2 separate regions of the Ovis aries genome follow, and region 2 is linked to region 1. Evidence: chromatin contacts called from public Hi-C data. All regions are on one chromosome and are shown on one strand. The core of a region is the stretch at or near the end of the contact, and the rest is flanking DNA. Distances in the headings are between cores, read along the strand shown. Region 1 overlaps SSBP2 (single stranded DNA binding protein 2). Region 2 overlaps ATG10 (autophagy related 10).

Region 1 (5,852 bases), core at 3,138-5,637:
AGAACACTATGGAGAATCCAAATTTCATTTTCTGGGCAATATACTGAGGTCATTTGGCACACACAAAAGAGAAAGTGGGATAAAGTTTTAATGTTAACTGCAAATAAGTTCTGGGAATAAATATTTTTTCTAGGAATATTAATACTTGCCTTTGTCATGCTAATTGCACATCTCACTTAAAAAATGGAAATGCCAAATATTTCCAGGAAAATATTACATTTCAATGACTGAGATAGTCGAAGTGAGTCCAGTCCTGAAGACGGTAAATCCACGAGGGGAGGTGGTGGAAGATAAACTGTAATTCTATACATGAAAAGACTTAATCCCACTTGAAACTTTATAGTATCTATATATTTGTCTACATATTTAAGGTTGTAGACAGCAAAAGTATTTACATGAAACTACTTATAGAAATTATTTTTCTTCTATTCAGGAAGACCATTACACTAAGTTAAAATGGGGAACTTAGAGGAAATACTCCTTGGGAGACTTACTCAATTCAGAATTTCTCTTTAGCACAAAGTTCAGAAAAGTAATTAAAGAGGTCTCAGGTGTTTTCATCTGTAGGTCCTTCCTTTCAATCTGAATTACAGTCCATGGGTAAAGTTGACACTTGTGGTGAAATGGATGAATGTGAATTCAATTTCTTCTAAACACATGTCTACATCGAAAGACTGTAATCATCGCACAATTCATGGCAGTGAAGTGACCAAGGATTTAGGTGGGCCCTTACGCTCTTACCTTTAGATGCAGTGCCTTCGTAAGAAAGCCTATCGTGGACAAGCTAGCACAGGGTGTGAAGCAGGCGGGGCCGTCTGCTTACATTTGCATTACTCTGTCCATCCCAAATGACTTAAATCAGCTAATTTTTACCATTGAGATAAAACACAATCAAAGGGAGGAATTAATAGTTACCCAATCCAAGTCATAATGGAAGTGTTTTGTGAGCAAACTTCACATTGCTTCCCCCAACACACATGTACACACACACACAAGTATAATATGCCAAATGGAAGTGTGTTGATAGTGGTTCACCTTTCCAGTATTTCTCAAGGTATGGTTCACTGACACAATTAATGGTGACAATCTAAAAGTGGAAACTGTAAATTTTTTTTCCCCTAGGAAAACTGTATACTGTATGAAGAAAACCCTAAGGGTGGGTAAAAATGTTTACTTTTTATTTCTACTGGAGGATGCGAGATTGGGAGGGAGGCATGAAGAAAAAGGCCAATGAAGACTTCATGGCATTAAGGACTGTGGAAAACTTTTTGCCAAGGGCTCAGTACTAAATGCCTGGGTATATATTCTCAGAATGAAATGATAGGAAAAAGGTATGGACAGATGTAGGGCTTCTGCATTTTCCAAACTGAACTCCTTTATTTTCATTTGCTCTTTCAAACCATAGGAAGAATGTCAACTGAATGAGCCTATGAAATGCAATAGAGTTCAGAATGCTTAGAGAATCATAAAAAAAGACATGGATGTTTTTGCTATTTTATTCCTGGAGAGAGATGATTGTTGTAGGCACTTTCCATGACTCACGGAGCAGATTTATTAATTTTCTGGCCATAGAGAAATCTCAACCTCACATTCTTAGCTATGTAATTCCTGTTCATCAGAAACTGAGTCCAAACTGGAACACTTGGGAAGAAGCACTAACATTCACCCATCAAAGCTGTGGGTTGTTACCAGATCAGTGGTACCTCCAGACTCTGTTCCCATGTGCAATTTTGCCAGAAGAAAGACAGCTGATTAAAGACATACATACCTTAGAGATAACTTGTCATATATTTTCAACTATGGTGAGTTAGGCAGAACGCAAAGTACAGTGATAAGAATGTTTTCACCTATTTATTATTATATTACACATGTATATTTTATATGTTCAATGTAGGCAAGAATTGCTAATGTTACTGTGAGATGAAATGTTAAAAGTAACTCAGGAAAGGGTAGTATACATAAAGACCAACACAAATGCATGAGGTGAAAAGAGAAAAGGACAAGGTTTAAATGATTCAACTCCCAAACAAAATTAATATACAGATATACTGTTTTCCATTTGGTGGATGAGAAAATTATTTGATGTTAGAATTAAGTATCCTTATTTTCTGGTTTCCTTGAATACAGAGTCTTCAAATTTTCAACTGTCAGGAACTTAAAAGACTAGCTATTTTTAATCTGGGGTCCAAGAGAAAAAGAAATACTTAAGCTGAATTGATTGCTATACCTTGGTTTTTACTTTTTTTTTTAAACCAAATAGGCTAGAAATAATGGGACCCATATTGCCATCCACATTCTAATATTACCCCCAAAATGAGAGCAAGTAAAATCATGCTCATGATTCTTTGATAATAAGAAACAATACCTTCTTAGAAGGCAAATAAAAGAAATTCAAGATCAGTAACAATGGAGAAGAGAGTCAACAAAATTTTCAAAATTCTAGCATTATAAGATTAAGCTTATCACAAGACGGTCAGTGTTCACACAACTATCATAAAGTTTATCCTTGGAAAATTCACGTGTCTGTACAAGGTGTCATCTTCAGGCTACCCTGGCTTGAGTTAAAGACCTTGAGGTCTGAATTTTTCATGAAAGCTTGTCTGCAGCTTGAAAGCTTGAAGCTGTTCTCCAGTGTGCAGTCCTAGCCTCTGCACAATGTGTGATTAATGGCAACTAGTTTGATTAGTTTAAATCTGGAACATAAATTTTAATTCAACTTCCTTTTCCCCTTTTAACAGTTCTGCCTAGCATCCCTGTCATGCACAGGCAAAAATCTTTCTTTTCAGAAGGAATAAATCCTTGTGGATTTGAGAGAAGTAAGTCATCTAGGATCAATGATGAGTAAATATAATGCCTAAGTGTCACTTTAGAGACCATTTGCCTCAAGAAAGATGGATGCCCCTTACCTGATATTAAACAATGCTTTTCAAAATCTCTTGAGTTTGGATATATAGTTGTTTACAATTTTAACAGGGAGGATCAGCATCTTAGCTTTCAGAGTCTAAAGTTGGTCTCCACACTTTTCCATTATAACTTTGGTGTTTACATGTATGATGGAACACAGGAAACACAAAAGATCTGAAAAGGGCCACAGAGCGATATGTTTTCATAAGGGAAGTGTTTTGTTTAAAATTTTCTAATGTTTTCTGAACAGTTATATGAAGTAGAATATGACTGATGTCAGTGACTACAATAATTTCCCTCTAATAAAAGTCCTATATCCTGGGAACACAGCACCTGCTTTGCTGCCAGTGAGTAGGGACACAGTCAATTCTGCCACTAGTAAGATACTTGGGTAGACAAGCGGCACTCCAGAACCCCTGGGGTGTGATTAAAATTTTCCTTCTCCTTTGTGCTAAAAGCCTCAATCATTTGAATGTATCTCTTTGCAGTGTCTGTGTGAAAATGTTCACAAGAAGTCTGAATAAAAATGAGGCACCATTTCACATTAGTATCTTACTAAAAAACAGCTCTAGCATTCCTGGTGACAAGTGACTAATTCAAGCAAATAGTTACTATGTCTGGGCTTTATCGTGTTAAAGAGAAAATGTGTTGCTAAAAATATGATGACCCCTGGCACTTTATTGCTATGGTCTAAGCAACTGAGGCTAATTACTGATTTTCTGTATCATCTAAGCCAAATCAAGAATTCCACCTAGAGCAGTTACTGCAGAAATATACTGTTAGGCCCCAGCTAAGCTTCTGTTGATTTGAAGTTTTTTCCCTACATAAAAAGTACAAAAATACTCACTGAAGGTTACTGAGAAATTGTTTGATTTGACATAAAGATGAAGACACACTTCTTTCCTTAGTACACGTTGTCATTCACAGGATAACTTGCATCACACGCGATTTAATGAAAGCTCTCAAATAAGCGATTTTATTCCTATCCATGATTGCAGACATTTACAAAACCATAACATCTGAGTTCACCTTAAAAAATAACTTATATAAAGCAGTGATATACACAGCACAAAATAGTTCAGGGAGGGGCAGGAGCAACTTTTAATAATTAAAATGTAAACGTGAAAAAAAGGATGGAATAAAAGTCCCTACTCATTTCTACGTAAGATGTCATGTGATAGTTATTTTACAATGTCCTGTGGGTCAATGTATGTATGTGCGTGTGTCCATGTAACATACACACATACAGTACATTCTCTTTCCCACACATATACATACACAGATAATCATTTGCAGTTCAGTTGAGGGCAATTCTAATGCGCCGCTCCGTACAGTTGTTCGAATCACGTTTGGACCCGCTTTCTTCACAAAATAGGGGAGAGAGCAGGAAATAAAAAGGTTGGTTTGGTGTGACTGAGATTCCTTTGTTTAACTGTACACTGTGATGAATAATTTTCTTCCGTAGTAGTTCTGTGAAGGGCTGACTCACTGTGGTTTCCATGAGGAGACTTGGTAATGGATCACACACTCATTGTCATGCTAGGGGAGTACTAGGAGAGAAGAATCCATATTTTAACAACAATTCTATAGGCCACTGACATCCCCCTTGGTAAACAACAGTAACTGTGAATTTTAATGCTTTTTATGAACAAGCTTTTAATACACCATAAAAATTTAGAAAGCAGGAAAAGAGTAAATTATATAGAATTGACTGTCCTGAAATGTTAACTATTTCCTCTGGAAAGCAACCAGTCCTGTTCCTCTCTCTGAGCATAAGGGGCTGATAGGTACCTGGTCCCTTAGCTTTTTTTCTTCTAGCCAGATTCAGGTTTTATGGGCCCTTGGAACAACTAGGACAAAAATCTAGCCCAAGGTCGAATCATATGAAATAAGTATGGGGGGCAGGCTAGTCTTCGTTTTTCTGCTAGCTTGGTTAAGATGGGAGGCTACTAGCCTCTCAGTGCTTGTTTCCTTACCTGTTAATTCTGCTTAATGATAGTGTTAATCTTAAAGGGGTTTTGGGAGGTTTGAACATAAACCCCTTAAAACTATGTATTTATTGGAAACACAGAAATGTGCTCAGTAAATGCTGGATTAATAATTGAACTTCTAGCTGGCCATAAGAAATCCTCACTAGAGCACTGAAAAATATCAATACTTAACGAGTCTGATTTATACTTCAGCATATAAACTTCCCTGAAACTCTGACTCCAATCTCAATCCACAAGCATTTCTGGGTGGGAGTAGGGGCTCTGCCGCCACGTGCTACTTGTCTGTTAGAGGCTGACCACTGGTAGAGGCGAGGCTTTCAGAAATTTGGAAACATAGTCTTATAAATGATAAATAGAGCAGTTATTCTGATAATGATGACAATATACCATCATAAAAAGCTTTTCTAAAGCTTTTTGTTTTGTATTGGGGGTATAGCTGGTTAAGTGTTGTGATGGTTTCAGGGGGACAGTGAGGGGACTCAGACATACACACATGTGTATCCATTCTCCCTGAAACTCCCCTCCTCTCCGGCTGCCGCATAACGATGAGTAGAGTTTCATGCGCTATAATGTAGGTCCTTGCTGGTTATCTACTTTAAATAAGGCCCAGGTATTACTTCTTCTCCACAACTCCAGATGTGTTTTTATGAGCAGCCATGTTTAAAAACACCTGGACTATATGATCTTTTATTTTTATCTAGTTTGTTTCACTTTTTCTATTTCATATTCAGTGCTCCCAATTTCATTTAGTTTGTTTTTCAATTTCTCCATCACCGTTGTGTTTGATGTTCTTTCTCAAGTCTATCAAGTACAGTAGAAAAGCTTTTGTGTGTATATATATGTAAACAGTATGTATAATATATATTTTGGAAAACATGAATTTTTACCTAACTAAAAAATTTGACATTTGGATTCCATTTGTTTGACTTAGTATGAACACATGCTAGATTTCTAATT
Region 2 (5,625 bases), core at 1,369-3,868, 700 kb after region 1:
TTTCCTGTTGCTCTTTTCCATTGTTCATTGTTGTTACCATTTTAATGAAAGGTAGAAATGAGTCAAACCAATCTGCTTCTTCTGTCCTACTAAAAATTAATGTCAAAGAAAGTTCTTCAGCCCATTAAATAAGTGAATGTGGATGGAATCAGATTCTGACTCAACATGTCCAATTAATTGCTTCCAAACGTTAAGATACATTATCAACAAACCCTACACATAATAATGATAAAAAAATCAACTTGTAGAGAATGATTAGGTGAGAAGTGAACTAGCTAGAACCATCTTTGCTTACAAAACCCTGTTTATGTTGACATTGATATTTGCCATCTACTCTATTATAAATCAAGATTTTTTGTAGAAATGTACCAAAGATGGCACAATAATAAAGAAAACAGATTCATCTCAGGTTTTGAAATGTACCTAACAAACTCAACCTCTTGCAAAATAACTTTTTTATTCAAAATGGAACTGGGAATTGTTCAGCACACAATGAATCATCTTTTGGCAAGTACAATAGAATCTTTAGGGACATTTCACAGTCTCTTGCTCAATTGTTAGGATGTTTTTAGCTTTCACAGGTAGGGAAGAAGGTAGCTTGTATAGCTATCATCTTGTTGCTAAAATTGTACAGTAAAGATTTTTCAGAGTTGCTGTTGCAATAGATCTTTTCACTTTTTTCCCCTCTTCCTGTTTCTTTACTCAGAGCTGCTTTGTCTCTCGAAAACAATCTGGAATTACTTAATGCTAATGTTTTCTGGTTTTACTATTTACCCAGGACTCAAATGTTAAACATTAATGTGGGAAACTCCCTTTTCCTTACCTCATAGTCCTATATTTATTTAACTGTTATTTTGCATGAAGAAAACCTCGGCTTTCTCTTTGTGTGTGTTAATGTGCTTCTTTTTATTGACAGCCACATTCTGTTATTGTATTTGCTTTTTTTCAGGAGGCTGTAGATCCCCCCCTGGATGATTTTGAGGTAACCGAGACCACCACGGCAGCTGAAGTGATTAAATATGAGTATCATGTCTTATATTCCTGCAGCTACCAAGTGCCTGTGCTTTACTTTAGGGCAAGCTTTTTAGGTAAGACCATGTTGGAAGCTAAATGTAAATTCATAACATTTACATATAAGGCAGAAAGCAGATTTGGAAAATTATTCTTGAGAGAAAAAAAGAAAAGAGTTAAAAATAAGAAAACTGTGGGTGAGGTAAGGTTTTACCAGTAAATTTTCTCATGCTTTAGAAAGAATATCAAGACTTTAGAGTGAATGATATCATCTCAGCCCTAAGTCTGATCTGCAGATTCTTGGCCTCCTGCCCAGCGTTGACTAAGCCCCCTGGCCCTTTTTCTTTTCTTTACTTTAAACAAGTAGGAACAACTTAAAGCTACAATGTTTATTTACTTCTAACTTTACAGTGAAAATTTCTTTCAATCTCAAATGATCCCATTAACTCAAAAGTCCCCATGCCTCCTTCCCCAACACTAATTATTATTTTAGGAACTGTTTATCAGTCCATTTAAGCTATGTTTAAAAATAGCACTAACATTTCCTTCGGCCATCTATACATCTCCAGTGCCTCAGCTTCCTGCAGTGTTACTCAACTCATCCCCCTTGCCAAGAAGGTGGAACACCCTGTCTCCTCTGAGGTCTTGGCTAATAAAGCTTATTTAATCAGCGGCCACATGAAGTCCTCACCCTGCAGCACAGCCAGGGCTCCCCGCTTCACGTCCTCTGACTAAACCAGGTCAGCGTTTTGAGGCCTCTCCACCCTGGGCTCAGAAGTCAAGAGGAACCACCTCCCCAGCCCACCCCTACCCCATTTCTCTTTTTCTCTCTGGACTTATCAGCAGCATTTTGCATTTTGGACAGCCTTCTAACCTTTTCTGGATAGCTAAGACATCTGAATTTAGCCAGTGATATTTTATTTTTAATTAAAAAGTAGCTTAAGCTGCTTTGAATGTGTATTTGGTAGATTTAATCACTTGCTGCCTTATATTGTTTAATGGTCTCTAATTTTGCAGTGTTGGCGGTTTAACAAGCACTTAGGATTTAAAACACAAGAACAAATTCTCATAGACTCCCTGGTGAGAAGATTTTAATCTGAGGTGCAGCTCCTAAGAACTGACAATTTGGGGTAAATTTTCAACATGGGACATGGGGAATTAAGGACACTGAGTTTACTAATTCACAAACTCTTGCTGCAGATTAATCCATATGATTATTATAGGCCTTTAAAATACTCACTTTATTGTGATTCTACTTGGTTTGGAGCCCAGAGGTTAAAGGAAGCTTCTTGTCAGTGAGCTGTGTTATACTGAAAAATAGAAGGGGTTACATTTATTTACTGGAGGGGAGAAAAATGTCCTTCTCGGTTTTGGTTTGCAAGGACTCTACCCAGTAGCTTCTGGATTCATGTCGAGGCTGCAGGTAAAGGAAACAGGATACCATTTCTTCAATACTGTACTTTCATGTAATTAGTATTCACCATAAGCAGTTAATCACCAGAGAAGAGCTCCCAGAGACAAAACAAGTTGTTTAGCTTGTCAGCGTTAGGGAATCGGAGGTGTTGAAACATGACTGCTTCTAGCTGGAAGTGGGTCTTGCTGAGGCTGGTGGATGAGCTCATACGTGTGCTTTGCTCTTATGTGCCAACAGCTCCCCTTACAGTACAGCACAGTAATTGTTCCTGCAAGTTCAATTATATTTTAATGAAATTTGTATACTTTCTACGCTCTTTTCTTCATGGTGGTTTTCTGTTTCTTAAAAAAAACACACAAAATAACTAGCCTTTTTTGATTCTATTTATATATTTTAAGATGCTCTTTGTTTATGCTTTTATAAAGGAAACACAAACAAGTCATTTACTTTGTGTCGAAGCATTTCTTATTCTTCACCCTCCCCATTCTGTGTTGTATAGAATTAGCGTTAGGAATTTTTAAATTCTGGAATTCACTTAGTGATTTTTCAGGTGCATTAGAATATCAGATTTAATATTTGCAAAGCATACTGAGTGTTTTCTTGTGGAGAAACATGAAGAATGGTTCTTTCCTTTATCAGAGTCTGATAATTTCTTTTCCTTTCTCTACCTAACTTAACCTAACAGGTGTTCTGAAAATGTATTATCCTTTACTCTGGAGTCATAATTTTTCCTTTTTTCCCCTCAGTCCATTCCCTGTTCATATGTTATGTGGTTACTCTGGCCTTTCATCTGTTAAACAAATCTCTGTTAGTGTGGTGAATTGAATTCCTAACATCTTCTTCTTATTCCAGGTCCAGATTTTTCTTTGTCTCATTCTAAGAGAATTCCGACCTAGAAACAGGATGGCTATAAAATTTCTTGCTCAGGGGTCTTTTTTTGTTATTGTTGCTTCAAAAATAGTTCACTCAGCCTTGTTTTTGACAGGTATTTAGAATTTTTTTTTTTTTTTTTTTTTTGCATTTGAGTCTTAGTAAAAATTAGTTTCTCTGCTTTGCTCTGAATTTTATTCTAGTACCTTTTTTTTTTAGGTAAAGCAAGTAGTAAGTAATTCCTATTTAAATTGATATTACCTTTTCTTTTATCAACTAGCTTAGATGTAAGAGGAAATCTTTATTCTGTTTCTTAAAGTACAACTACATTGGACTGTGATCACCTCTTACTCCTTGATATGTCCAGTGTCTGCCAGGCCAACTATTGCCCAAGACTCAGCTAACATGCCATTTGTTGTTATCACCCCTGTGTCATATTATATCACATTATATCATATATCACATGTTGCATGATATCAGAAAATTATTTGTTTACTTGTTCCCTATAAAATGATAATCTAGAAGGGAGGAGGTTAAGGTAAAAAGAGAGAGAAAGGCAATTAATAGTGAGTACTTCAGCCTACAGAGTGATAAGCTTTACTCATAGATGTGTGTGGGTGTGTAATACTTATATTACATATATATTCTTTGTCTTACTCATTTTAATGCCCATAGTATTAACTGTGGCACAATGTCAGCAACTATTGAATGAACCTAGAGGAGGAATTTCTAACCATTTCTGCATACAGTTCAAAGATGGAAACCTCGAAACCTTATGATGGTTTCTTATTTGAACTTTTCTGATGAGTTATATGCTGCTACTGCTGCTAAGTCACTTCAGTCGTGTCCAACTCTGTGCGACCCCATAGACGGCAGCCCACCAGGCTCCCCCATCCCTGGGATTCTCCAGGTAAGAACACTGGAGTGGGTTGCCATTTCTTTCTCCAATGCATGAAAGTGAAAAATGAAAGTGAAGTCGCTCAGTCGTGTCCGACTCTTAGCAACCCCATGGACTGCGGCCCACCAGGCTCCTCCATCCATGGGATTTTCCAGACAAGAGTGCTGGAGTGGGGTGCCATTGCCTTCTCCAAATGAGTTATATGGAAGGGAGTAATTCTTTTGTCTCCAGGAAACTCAGAACCCAAGCCATCTCTATATCTTTACTCTTTAGTTTGTTGCTTCCTAGAGACTGTAGGAATGGTTGGCTAAGGAAAGTGGAAAGTCCTGAGGACTCAAAGCTGAGCATTTCCGCTAGCTGGGGAGCTGTTCTGCTTCTGTAAACACATATTTGCGTTGGATCCCTGAAGGCATACAGCCAAGGTGGTGCAAAATTCTGTTTCTGGGCACCTCTCGTTTCTACTACTTGGGCTTATAGGAGCTCAGTTGCTGAGGGTTTGATTAATTTAAGAGAGAAAATGTCCTTCCCAGTGCTCTTTTTTCCCTATCCACTCTTGCCATTTTAGGTTTGGGAGAGGTGGTGGGGCACGCTTAATACCATTTGCTCCTCAGCAGTGGGTGAGAGGTCATTGCACTTCTCTCAGGCATTGATACTAATAAATAGCCTACCCTAAAATGGTGCTTTATTGACTATGAAGTCCATTCTCACAAAGCACTGATATCTTCAAGTGGCTGTTTTTTTCCTCCAACTATTTTTAAAGCACACTGTGTTAAAGAATTATTTGTATTGTGCAAAAGGCTTCTAAGTACTGTTCATCATTCCAACACCTTTTTATGTCCCAGTTTTCCCTTTGTGGGGGCTTGGCTTTGGTCAGAAGTTGATAGCAAGTGTTAGAAATGTGTTGTAAATCTTGCGCATATACATAATAGCTTTGGGCTTCACCAGACTCCTAAGCTTACCTGGTTTTCCCTTTCATTACAACTACAGATTTCTATATTTATTTCAGCTTGAATTCTGATTAATTTCTTCCCTGTCTCTCTTCTTTTCCTTTGTTCTCAATCTCTGTTGAGAAGTAGACCAAGTGGTTCTTCTCATTTTCAGAATATTTATTTCTTTGGTGCTGACGTATGAGTTCTTCTTGGGAACCATTCTGACATATTTCTTTAATTAGTTAGAAGGGCAGCTTTTGAATAGGGAAGGAAACATTTCTTCCATTCAGCAACTGAATGTCTGTTCTTTCTCAGGATCTGTTTTATTATTGGTCTAGAGAGTAAGAGTAGAGAATTAAAAATGTAACCCAGATATTTCATATAGAAAATTTATCCACTTGTTATATGCCTAAACTATGTTCAAATAGTCAAAGAATAATTCACTCTTAAAAGCAGCATAACCAAACCAAGATAAAGGCCAGATCAAAAGAATAATGAAAAGA

What was found. A called contact is a pair of places that touch in the nucleus more often than the background predicts.
Region 2: a Hi-C map of skin fibroblasts shows a contact between it and region 1, with 2.4 times the contacts expected there. The contact joins two enhancer-like sites. A contact is called at or near these places in 3 of 16 Hi-C or Micro-C datasets (hypothalamus, skin fibroblasts and tail adipose tissue).

The regions. Positions count from the first base shown.
Region 1 is chr5:78,967,269-78,973,120 of ARS-UI_Ramb_v3.0, forward strand. It overlaps SSBP2 (single stranded DNA binding protein 2), which reads right to left. Exons shown (of 16, transcript XM_042250727.2): 16 at 1-4,454. The coding sequence ends at 4,425. Among named protein-coding and RNA genes, the nearest start is that of ACOT12, 38 kb to the left of the region's middle. Within about 2 kb of position 4,388, at least 5 of the 54 cell types and tissues checked have an H3K27ac peak or open chromatin away from gene starts, as enhancers often do.
Region 2 is chr5:79,670,488-79,676,112 of ARS-UI_Ramb_v3.0, forward strand. It overlaps ATG10 (autophagy related 10), which reads left to right. Exons shown (of 7, transcript XM_060415984.1): 4 at 950-1,088. Among named protein-coding and RNA genes, the nearest start is that of TRNAC-GCA, 80 kb to the left of the region's middle. Within about 2 kb of position 2,619, at least 39 of the 54 cell types and tissues checked have an H3K27ac peak or open chromatin away from gene starts, as enhancers often do.